Linked DNA regions of Mus musculus: regions 2 and 3 are each linked to region 1. Evidence: chromatin contacts called from public HiChIP or PLAC-seq and promoter capture Hi-C data. All regions are on one chromosome and are shown on one strand. The core of a region is the stretch at or near the end of the contact, and the rest is flanking DNA. Distances in the headings are between cores, read along the strand shown.

Region 1 (3,726 bases), core at 904-3,403:
TGATTGACCTGAGGACAGACCTTCAGGAATATTGCCAGAGCCCCATATGTTGTATCCAATAGTCCTTGAAGGTCAACCTTCAGGGTTACCTACACTGCCTTCCACATCACACCATCACTTGGGAAAACTAAGGTCCAAAAGCCAAGGCCATGTGAGGACACAAGGGTTAGAGTCTCACCAGGAGATGTTGCCCTAGTTCTGGTTATGCTTTTAGGGGGACCCCTGTGCCCTGGGGATGGTGCATAAGTAACTCTGTTTTTCAGGTTTCTCTAAAGCAATCATCAGCCAGGCATGGAGTCTCTGGTGTCATTAAAGTAGGCTCTGGCCAAGATCCAGTTCCCTCAAGTCATGATTTTAGAGTTTGAGCTTGAAATCAGAGGAGGGCCTATGCCCCCAAGGAATCGCCTCTGGTGTATGAAAGCTGGTTTGACAGTGGTGTCCTTTAGTGTCTTCCTGATGCCTCAGAGACCATCTGGCTGGTGAGGGGCAGGCAGACAGGCAAGCAAGGCCCAGGAGGGAAGCAGAATTGTAGTGACCACCCTACTCATGGAGGGAGAAGGAGGGGGAAGGGAGCTAAAGAAGGGAAGGAGGAGTCAGAATGTAGACCGACAGGATCCAGGTAGATTGCCGTCCTATCCCTATTGTTCCTGCCTCTGGATTAAAACAACTTTACCAATAAAGCTGCTTGAGGATTTGCCTGTAGGGGCCCCAGAAGGACCTTCAGAAAGTTCTCAGGAACTAGGAACCATTGTAGTCTGGCGGAAGTAGGGATAAATAACTAGTAGATTTCAATGGTGGATCATATTCGTGCCTTCTGGCCACAGAACTGGTCTTAACCCTGCTAAGCCCACCTACTGCCTCAAAGGGAGAAAGGGAGGCCTTTGGGAGTTCCAGAAAGAGCCTGCTATTTACAGCACGACCTACTGCAAGACCCTTCCAGATCCCGGGGAACATTCCATGGCCAGAGCTGTTTTCTACTGGAGTCAGCTGTTGGATTTGAGACCATCTCTGGTTGAGTTTACGAATTTAAAGCCAGGCAGCAAAGAGTTAGCTACAAGCAGAATAGGAGACGTTGGGCTGGCACTCTGTAGGCATCCCTGAGCTTTCTATTCAGTCCTGCATCCTGAAGCCTCAGCTTCAGATGCCTATGAAGAATTTAGCAAACCAGAGGTCAAATAGCTCTCCTGACTTCACACCCGCATCCTCTGCCACAGCCAGACTGTCACTTTTGCATCCTCCAGTCTGTCTGTTGCCTTACCTCTCACCCTGACAGCCTTCTCCCTTCTCTGAAATTCACATACTCTTGTACTGTGCAGCCTTACGGGCCAGAGACCCTTCAGAGCCCCGCCTACCATCAAGCGTCCCTGGAAAGGTACACCTTGAAGCACCGCACCCCTTCCCCAACTCTATAGATGGGCGCGCCCCACTGAATGGACACAGGACCAATGGGTGACCGTGGGGTGAGGCTAGTGTCAAACCGAGAGGGCTCAGCCTGGTGCAAGATCACAGGACTTAGGGGTGTGTTTTCCGTTTGCTTTTTCCAACCAAAGTTTTACAACTTTGCCCCTTACTCTACTACATAGCCAAGGCTATTGAGAACTTGGCTCCTGCAGCAGTCACAGGCCATCCCTACCCGTTGGACCCCAGCTCAATTTTCAAACGTCTACTCAAGTTCCCCATCTTCGCTGAATTTGTAAAATGGGCATGCTCAGGCAAATCGTGGAATTTGGGAAGAAGCAGGGGAGGTGGGTGGGAGCGCCCCGGGTAAGCACCTCCTAGCCCCGAGCCCCCGAGTTAACCCTTGGTTTCCCGGACTCCCAATTCCTCGCAGGCCTCCCGGGACCTTACCCCGCCAGCTCCAAAAGTAAACTAGGGAGGCTGATGCCCCGCGCGCTGCGCGCCGCCAGCTGCGCGTAAATCTGCGGCAGCTTGAGTGCGGCGCAGACGCCCAGCGTGCTCCAGTTGCAGAACCATAGCAGTCCGGCCTCCATTCTGCAATCTCGGACGTGCCGGGCCAGGGGGGTTCAGGATCTTATAGGTGAGAACCGGAGGCTCAAAGTCCAAAAAGTCCTTCCGCCTTGCCGCCGGCCGGGTCCCGCCCTGATCACGCCCCGAGCTGCTGTGCAGCAAGTGCGCTCCGCCCCGAGTCTGCTCCACTCAAGATGCTCCCTACCCCTTTAGTCTGTTCCGCGCCCGTGCGCCCCGCCCAGAGTCTGCTCCGCTCGGAGCGCACCCCGCCCCAGTCTGCTCCGCTCCTAGCGCACCCAGCTCGGAGTTGGCTTGGCTCGGGATGCTCCCTGCCCTGTGTCTGCTGTGCTCCCGGTCCTTCCAGACTCCAGGGCGGTGGTTCTGTCCTGCCCTGTGTGCGCACTGCCTGGAGTCTGCTCTGCTCCCGGTCCTTCCAGACCCCAGGGCGGTGGTTCTGCCCTGCCCTGTCAGGCACTGCCAACTGCTGATTCACTTTCCGGGTTCCACCCAAGGGTGCTCCTCCTCGCAGAGTGGAAACGCCCGAACAGACTAGCCTTCTCCGGGGTTAGGTGGGCCCAGGGCCTACACACACACACACACACACACACACACACACACACACACACACACACACACACACACACACACACACACACACACCAGGACACACACACACACACCAGGACATTCACCCATAGGCTCATTTTCCTGTTTTCTCATGCAAATTGGCCTTGAACTAACTAACTAACTAACTAACTAACTAACTAACTAACTCTCTCTCTCTCCCTCTCTCTTTCTCTCTCCCTCTGTGTGTGTGTGTGTGTGTGTGTGTGTGTGTGTGTGTGTGTGTGTGTGTGTGGCCTAAGCCAGCCTTCAACCTCGGATCCACCTGCTTCCGCTTTCCAAGTGCTAAGATTTCTAGTGTGTGCCACTGCACCAGGCCGTTGACCTTGTGGTTTGAGACAGGATCACGCGACCCATGTTGGCTTTTTCCTACCTTCTTTTGGCAAATGCTGGGATTACAAGCTTGTTCCATCGTACCCTCTGAGAGCCCACTCTTTCCAACCTTCCCTCCTCTTTTTATTTTTATTAGGTTTTGTTGTTGTTGGCATGTGTGCGAGTCTGTGATTGAGTGCTTGTGTAAACAAATGGACAACCTCAAGTGTCATTCCTCCAGGACTGTGTACCGCCCCCCCCCCACTTTCCCTTTTTAAGGTGGATTCTGGGGATCTAATTCAGGTCCTCAAAGGAGTTGGTAGATGACTATTGATAGGGGATGTTGCTGCTGTTTCCCCTCGGTTGGGTCCATGCTCTCTCTCATATGAGGGCAACTGATCGCTGGCTGGAGAGCTCAGGGCCCATAGCACACCCTTGGAAGGTGAGTGTAGTGGGAGTGTCATGAGGTCCCTCTCCTGTAGTGCTTATAAACTGTAAACAGTAGCTTTGGGGGAGGGGGAGGGAGGCTGACAACCTGACTGCAGTCAGTGATGCAGTTTTCTTTCCTGAGTCATCACCCATGCTGGGTGGTGCAGTGCCTGTATCACTTGCAGTCCAGTTAACAATCCCAATAGATGCATTGTCGACCAAAGCTGCACATGATGGGATTGATTCTTTGGGCTATTGGAGCCCTACCTGGGGAGAGTTGGCACCTCTGTATATCTCCGCAGGAGAAACAACACAGCGGGGAGGAAACCTGGACACCCTTTAGGCGCGAGACTGGAACGGGGGGGGGGGGTGTCATTTTCCCTACCTCTGGAG
Region 2 (3,726 bases), core at 318-2,817, 360 kb after region 1:
CACTACCACCTGACCCTATGATTTCTTAAAAGTTTAAGTTCTTATATAAAAAGACTTGTAATTTAATCCTAGCACAAAGGAGGCAGAACTGGGTGGATCTCTTGAGTTCAAGACCAACCTGGTCTACATAGCAAGTTTCAGGCCAGCTGGGGCTATAGAGAGAGACCAGGCCAGCCAGGATTTTATACAGAGACCCTGTCTTAAAACTGCAACAACAAAACTTCTACCCAACTTTTAAAAACTCAGTTTATTATTTTTACTTTTATTACTAAGTTTTCATCAATGATTTGTTTTGTGTTACTCTTTTTTTGTGAATTCCTTTTTTAAGACAGGGTTTGTTACCTTATAGCTCTGGCTGTCCTATATAATTCACTATGTAGACTAGCTTAGTCTTGAATGCCAAGAGATCTGTCTGAGCTTCCCTCCCAGCTGCTGGGCTTAAAGTTACGCACTGTCACACTCAATTTGTGGAAATCTTTAAAATTTTATTCTTGATTAGTAGACATTTAAATTTTTAGTTGTTTTTTGTTTTTTTTTCTTTTGCTACATATTCTAAGCTACCTTTTCCTTTAAAAAAGTTTTTTGGTAATTTTATTGTTCTATACTTACTCTTTTGCATTTATTTTGCTTTCTGTTCCTTTTGAGACAGTGTTTCCATGTACCCTGTGTGGTCTGGCATTTAATAGAGACCAAGCTGGCCTCCATCTTGTGGCAGTCCTCCTGTCTCCCTCTCCACAGAGCTAAGATGACAGACATTGCCACCATGCTCAGTTATACTTTTATTCAAAAAGACATTCTTCAGGAGTGACCCTACCGTCTACCTCCTTATAATGACGAGTAGCAGATGTGCAGAAGAGTGGATGCACTCCCCATGCCGAGTGCCGTGCAGCCCTCTATCTGTATCAGCTAACAGTGACAGCAGGGTCTGGTAGGGCCCGCCCTGTCTCCGTTCACAGAGGGCAGCTGCACTGGGGTAGGCGGCTTGCCCAGGGCCCTGCAGCTAGGCAGGTGTGGAAGCGGGACTGCTGCCCATCTGTACATGCAGAGCTTACTACCTGTGCCTTATCTCTACGAGAGCTTTCTGAAAGAACATGGAGTGGTAAAAATCCTGAGCTGGAAAAATGCTTTGGTTCTTCCCCTGGTTTAAAATACTTTTGTTTAAAAACTTGTAATTTCCACCCAGTTCTGCCTCCTGAGTGCTGGGATTAAATTACAAGTCTTCTTATACAAGAACTTAAACTTTTAAGAAATACATTATTATGTAATGAAAAATTACCTGCTCATCAGCTGCTTAATTTCCTGTTCATAACCTCTGTTATTTATTACATATCCTTTATACTCTGGACTGGAGCATTTTGTTCTGTGATTTAATCCTCACAGTAACCCATTGAGGAAGGTCAAAATTCACTCCAGCGAGTAAGAAAATGAGGCTTTGTTTGCACATTCAGGTCTTGAGGTTGCCATAGTGATGGCCTGTGTCCTTAAGAATGCTGCCTTGCCTTGGAAGAAAATAGAAGGACCTTTCTTCTCATGGTGGGATAGTATTTCAGAAGGAGGGCCTCTCTTGTCTGGCATCTAGCAGGTAGTGTCCCCCTGGGTATTGGGGCTCTGGTGACTGTGAGCCATGCCGTTACTCACCCGTGCCTCGGTGCATTTCCTTTGTGGATGAGCATCTGCATATTTCTGTCCACAGGCTTTGGATGCCTACAGACTTAGAGCGTTCATTGAGTGCCTCTCTCTTCCCCTGAGCTAGATGCTCCCTAATACTTTCTCCTGTGTTTGTGTTGCTGTTTAGGGAGAACAATGTTTGTGACATAAATGCAGTGCATGGCTTGTTCGCCACAGGAACAATAGAGGTTAGTGCGTGTTCACACTGAAACAAATGTGTTTCATTTGTTGACAGTTTCAGTTTGTGTGCATTCCACACTTGCCACTGTGCTTATATAGAGATAAGAAGACAACTTACTGTAGTTGGTTCCGTTCTTCTGTGTGAGTCATTGAACTCAGGTTGTCAGGCTTGGCAGCAAGTCCCCTTACCCACTGAACTGTTTTTCATTTCAAAAAAGATTTTCTGGGGTCTGGAGAGATGACTCAGCAGTTACAAGTGTACTGTTGCTCTTATAGAGCACCTGAATTTGGTGTCCACCACCCAGGTAGAGCAGCTCACAACAGCCTATGACTTGAGCTCTGGGGATCTGAGATCATCTTGCCCTTTGGGCACATGCACCCACAGACTCATACCTATATAGAGACATACAAATATATCCAATTAAAAATAGAGACCTGCCTAACATTGTGGGACCTAGGTTTGGTCCCTAGTGGTGTCTAAATTCGTGAGACAATCAGATAGTCAGTCAAACCAATTAATTAATCAATCTTTAGCTTTTAATGTATTTAAGAAAATTACACCTTTAGACATGTTGAAAACAGTTCAGTGATAGCGTCCCACACATTCCTTTTTAAAATAAACATGTCATTTTCTAAGAGGTTTTCTAAGCCATTTGAAAGTAAATTATGAACATTAAGACACTTCATGCCTAAATATTTGAAATACAATTTTTAAAAACAAGGACTCAAGCTGAGGATGGTAGACCATACCCCAACTCTTGGTAGTAGATATTAGAGAATTAGAAGCTGAAGGCTAGCCTTGTCTATACAGTGAGTGCAAGCTGATCTTGGCTATAAAAGTCTTTGTCTCAAAAAGCCAAAAAATAAGGTAGGCGTGGTGAAGCACGCCTTTAATCCCAATTTGGGAGGCAGAGGCAGGCGGATCTCTTGAGTTGGAGGCCAGCCTGCTGTACAGAATTGAGTTCCAGGATAGCCAGGGCCACACAGAGAAACCCTGTCTACAAACAAACAACCTCCCAAAGCTAAAAAAGTAAAAAGTAATCCAGATTAAAGAAAAGACCTATCCAATGATCTTAACTACTCCGGAGACTAACGGAGGAGGATCACTTGAGCCCTGGAAGTCAACGGTAGCCTGGATGACAGTGAGGTTCTTATTCAAACAAAGCCATAAAGACCTTTTTCATAAAATATAAATGTCTTCTTCCCGTGGAGCCAACTCAAGGGTCATGTGTCTAGTTGGGACTTCTTCATTTTTCTTAATTATGAAGTAAATCACCTTGTGGTGAAATACCCGACACTGCCTGCCGGGGTTACAGGTTAAAAGCTGAGCTTTGATTCTGCATGCTGGTAAATGTTCAAAAGTTTTCTAGTTACACTTTTACTTAAAATGTTTTTTTCCTCTGTTCAGGGTCGAGTGGAATGCTGGGATCCAAGAGTAAGAAAAAGGGTTGGCGTGTTAGACTGTGCATTAAATAGTGTCACAGCAGATTCAGAGTAAGTAGCAATCAATTTGCAGTATAAGTGTCAGTCAACCTTCTGATTTAAGTCAGCGTGTCAGTGTGAAATTAATTGCCAAAGGATGAACTCTTTCTGACTCACATCTGAGACTGGTGTCGGGCATTGTTGTCCTATAAAGCTGTGGGTAAGCCAGGGAGATTCCTTCTCTCCAGTACTTCTCAGAGCAGCGTGGGATTTTAGTTTTCATTCCCCCAGGATTGGTGACTGGGCAGGCGTGTGCTTTGAATGCTATGTTGAAGGAAGCAAAGGGTGACGTTTTCTTTTTTTTTCTTGTTCTTATTGGTCTACACTTAAACATTTAGAGAGTAATACATACTTGGAGAGGAAAAACATGTGACACAGGTAGCAGCTTGAGTCAAG
Region 3 (3,726 bases), core at 753-3,252, 260 kb before region 1:
GTGTCCCGGCACCTTGGTCATAGGCATCATCAACAACAGTATTGTCTGAGGAAGGCCAGCCATCAGATAAGAGACCCTGACAAGAGACAGACAGACAAAACAAGACGGGGCCCCCCCAAAAAATGCCTGTCTGCTCCAAAGTTTATGATGCAGAAGATATGGCCCAAGCTTAGTATTTGGTTTATGGTGGCATTTAACAAACCCAAAGGTCGCCATCTTCCACTGAATTTTCAGGCTGACTTTTGCAACTGGATAAACAAGATCCCAGGGGATGGTTCCAGGCTATTCACTGCAGAGAAAGGAAAAGCGCAGAGGGGCTGGGTCAAGTCATCACCCACACTCAAAGGCTCAGCAATCCCACTGACATCTGGCAAGGAGCTTGGGACACTCGGCACCCGAGAAATCAAACTCATAAGTCTCAGCTCTGTCCCTGGGGGCTGGGATGAAGCTCAGTGGCAGAGCATTAACAAGCAAGTAGGAACTCCTAGGTTCTAGCAGAGTCAGGGTGGGGGCTGGGAAGTGTCCCTAGAAAATGCCACACTCTGAACAAAGAAGAGATCCTAATAGAGGGGGCCAGTCGGCCACCTAGGGAGATCTTCAGCTTCAAGAGAAGGTAACTGGGAGCCCCCACAGGCTTTCTGCTGCTCTCTGTTCCCCTGTGAGCAGCCAGCTAGCAATTCTGCGACCCCTCAGAATCTCCAAGTCACCTTGGGCCTCAGCAATAGCAGGTGAACGGATGGACTGTAGATTTTAGGGCACTGTTGGAGTATTCTAAATTATCACCAGCATGATTGCTGCTCTCAATTTGACACCAGCAAGACTTGTCAACTCCGTAAGTAGTTAAGGAGGTCCCTGGAAATTGTATTTCACAGAAACCTTTCACCTGATCAAAAATGGGATCAATTAAATAATATCCAAGGACTTCTCTATGCCCTGTGAGGTCAGACACTTCCTATGCCAGAAAACATGAGGACTCTCTTAATGACTATCAGAGAATTCCATGTTGTCCTGACAGCACCGGTCACAAGCTACAATCTCTTAGACTTAGACCCAGGTTGGGGTCTTAGATCTTTATCTGTGCCATTTGCAAGGAGGCTCTGTTTGCCCTCTCAGAAAAATAAGAGATTTCAGGCATCCATGGGCCTGCTCAGCACAGAGTTTCTTCAAGACAGGCAAGCCACACACTGTGCCCTAAAGCCCAACATAGTACAAACTTGACAGACATTTTTCTTTCCTTTTTAATGATTTTTTTCCACTTTAAAACCATGACCTTTTCTACTTCAAAAACTATTTACATTTCTGTGTAATTTCAAGCAAAGAGCATAAACTTACATATAAATAAATAATTCTAGACTAGTAGCCGTTCATCCTGTGGATTGCTTCAGGCTTACTTACGTGACATGAAAACACAGTTTACCTTCCAGATAAGGGGAATTCTCAAGTCCTCCACATACTTACAGATCATTTATTAACTTAAGTCTTGGTACATGTAAAATTCAAAAAGGTTTTCTGTTAATTTCTTTTAAGCTTTTGTGAGACTCTTACACCTGTTACCACACAGAGACATAACCTCTAAATGATTTTTACAAAGATAAGAACATGAATCGCAAGAGGAAAAGAAAGGAAATACAGAGCTGAGGGCCAGACGTATTAAAATCCCTTACCAACAAACTATCTCATCAGATATAAATAATGCTTTTGGGGGAGCCCAGCATACAGTGTTCTCCCTGTCTCTTATGAGTCCAAGATTTTTCTTCTTTGTATTTTTTAGCCTGAAACTTACCTTTAAACAAATAAAAATATCTGTGTGCAACTTTCATTCTTTTTCACTAGACTCTAGATCTTCTGAATAGGGCTGTCGTTAACGGTAGCCACACGTAATAAAAACTGCACACACACCAACATAAGAAATGTATGATTCTTACCTTCTAACGATGACAGCTGCTGCTCAGCCTCCAGATACAGCTGCGAGAAAATGGGCCGGGGCACCAGGGTGTTGGAGCGTAAGGAAGCCTCGATGGAGTTGTGGAGGACCTCTTCAAACCGTGTGCTCTTTAGCTGGCCAGCATAGGAATTGCCCATCTCCGGAGCACAAAGAAGACAGAGTCTTCTGGTTAAAATGACATTTCAGTTCTGCCTAGAAGGGCTGACTCCTCACAAAGCCCGACAAAGAGGCAAGCAGCAGCAGCAGCAGCAGCAGCAGCAGCAGCAGCAGCAGCAGCAGCAGCAAGAGGGGACGGGTTGCAGCCTCTGCTCAGCACCAGACAGGAGAGGGCGGCTCTCCACAGCTCCTGCCAGGCAATTACAGGAAGTTATATAAGTAACAACCCCCACTGAGTCCACACTCAGAGAGCCCACTGCCTCTTAGCGTATCCCACAAAGAAGAGTTTAGGCTTTCCTGATTTCCCCCAGAGATAGGATCCTGCCTCCAAGGGTCCCCAGGCAAATGAGATTAACTTTTGCCAGAAATGGCTACTCATATCTGTGATAACGTGAGAGCATGAGCCCAGGTTTTAGGATTACAGGAGACATGCATGTGCACACACACACACACACACACACACACACACAAACACACACACACACACACACACACACACACACCCCTAAAGGCAGGATCAGCAGACTCTATCTCTGCTGTTTCTGGTAAAAGGCTGGCTGTTAAAATTCTCCCTTTAAAGTCCAAAGGGTTTTCAACCTGTGGGTCACAACCCCTATGGGGTCCAAACCCTATAGGTTGCCTAAGACCATCAGAAAAAAAAACTGCACATTTACATTACAACTCATAAGAGTAGCAAAATTACAGTTACAAAATAGCACTGGAGCTAATTTTATGGTTGTGGATCATCACAATATGAGGAGCTGTATTAAAGGGTCTCGGCACTGGGACGGTTGAGAACCACTGATATGACTGTATGTTAGCTTATTGAACATCTTTATCATAAGGAGTAATGCAGAACAATCCCAGAACCTCTGAAAAGAAGAGGAAACCACTGATACTTCCAGCCCCCCAAGACAATCGGCCTTGCTTTATCTGTGGTAACTTCAAACTAACTCACACACCAAAGTAGACAACTCATTGGTTTGTACTGTACTCTCCATGTTGTGCAACTGTGACATGACCAGTCTGGATGTCCATCATCCCCAGAAAGAAGTGTCAGAGCTGTCACCCCCCAGCCCTGCAACAAGCTTGCTCTCTGTCACTGCAGATTTTCCTTGGTCTGTCTACTGCACGTATGGAAGCATTGGCCAGGAAGCCTTCTGCCAACGGCTTCTTCCACTTAACACAGAGGCTCCAAGATACAAATGCATCATGGTAAGCAGGTGGCAAAGGAGGGGCCCACCTTTAATCCCAGTGCTCAGGAAGCAGAGGCAGGAGGATCTCTGTGAATTTGAGACCAGCTTGGTCTACAAGGCAAGTTCCAAGACATCCAGAGCTACACAAAAAAGCCCTGTCTCAAAAAACAAAAAACAAAAACAAACAAACCCAAATGCATGGTAGTATATGAATCAGCAGTGTGCTGCCACAGGGATTTGTCTGTTTGTTTGTTTTGTTTGCAGGCCTGAGGATGAAACCCACAGCTTCTCACCAGCTAAGGGAGAGCACATCCACTGAGCACATGAACCAGCCCTGCCACTGTGCTGTTTTTGCAACCTTCACTCTCTTCAGAACTTTGGCTGGGAAGGGATGGGGTACCCACAGAGTGATAATCATATATAATTACT

The links. Promoter capture Hi-C pulls out the DNA fragments that hold promoters and counts their contacts. HiChIP or PLAC-seq counts read pairs in DNA pulled down with a chosen protein or histone mark.
Region 2: an H3K4me3 HiChIP or PLAC-seq map of stem cell-derived neural progenitor cells shows a contact between it and region 1, with 14 read pairs. The contact joins the enhancer-like site here to the promoter of Pqlc3 in region 1. A contact is called at or near these places in 3 of 39 promoter capture datasets (the 3T3-L1 cell line and cranial neural crest), 4 of 484 Hi-C or Micro-C datasets (adipose-derived mesenchymal stem cells, cortical neurons and myocytes), 3 of 115 datasets of contacts at active chromatin or transcription factors (bone marrow-derived macrophages, memory CD8 T cells and stem cell-derived neural progenitor cells) and 1 of 9 other capture datasets (embryonic stem cells).
Region 3: a contact with region 1 is called in a promoter capture Hi-C map of cranial neural crest. The contact joins the enhancer-like site here to the promoter of Pqlc3 in region 1. A contact is called at or near these places in 13 of 39 promoter capture datasets (the 3T3-L1 cell line, the C10 cell line, cranial neural crest and 8 more), 1 of 15 datasets of contacts at CTCF or cohesin (the NIH/3T3 cell line), 7 of 484 Hi-C or Micro-C datasets (cortical neurons, embryonic stem cells, nephron progenitors and 2 more), 3 of 115 datasets of contacts at active chromatin or transcription factors (embryonic stem cells, neural tube and stem cell-derived neural progenitor cells) and 2 of 9 other capture datasets (embryonic stem cells and pancreatic islet).

The regions. Positions count from the first base shown.
Region 1 is chr12:16,997,965-17,001,690 of GRCm38.p6, forward strand. Pqlc3 (PQ loop repeat containing) reads right to left here and starts at 2,154. Exons shown (of 7, transcript NM_172574.2): 1 at 1,849-2,154. The coding sequence starts at 1,991.
Region 2 is chr12:17,359,339-17,363,064 of GRCm38.p6, forward strand. It overlaps Nol10 (nucleolar protein 10), which reads left to right. Exons shown (of 21, transcript NM_001008421.1): 8 at 1,796-1,856; 9 at 3,257-3,342. Among named protein-coding and RNA genes, the nearest start is that of Mir3066, 5.8 kb to the left of the region's middle. Within about 2 kb of position 1,568, at least 25 of the 459 cell types and tissues checked have an H3K27ac peak or open chromatin away from gene starts, as enhancers often do. A contact at or near this core is called in stem cell-derived neural progenitor cells, where this site is marked.
Region 3 is chr12:16,737,964-16,741,689 of GRCm38.p6, forward strand. Greb1 (gene regulated by estrogen in breast cancer protein) reads right to left here. Exons shown (of 35, transcript NM_015764.4): 4 at 1,926-2,291. The coding sequence starts at 2,082. Among named protein-coding and RNA genes, the nearest start is that of Greb1, 61 kb to the right of the region's middle. Within about 2 kb of position 2,003, at least 14 of the 459 cell types and tissues checked have an H3K27ac peak or open chromatin away from gene starts, as enhancers often do.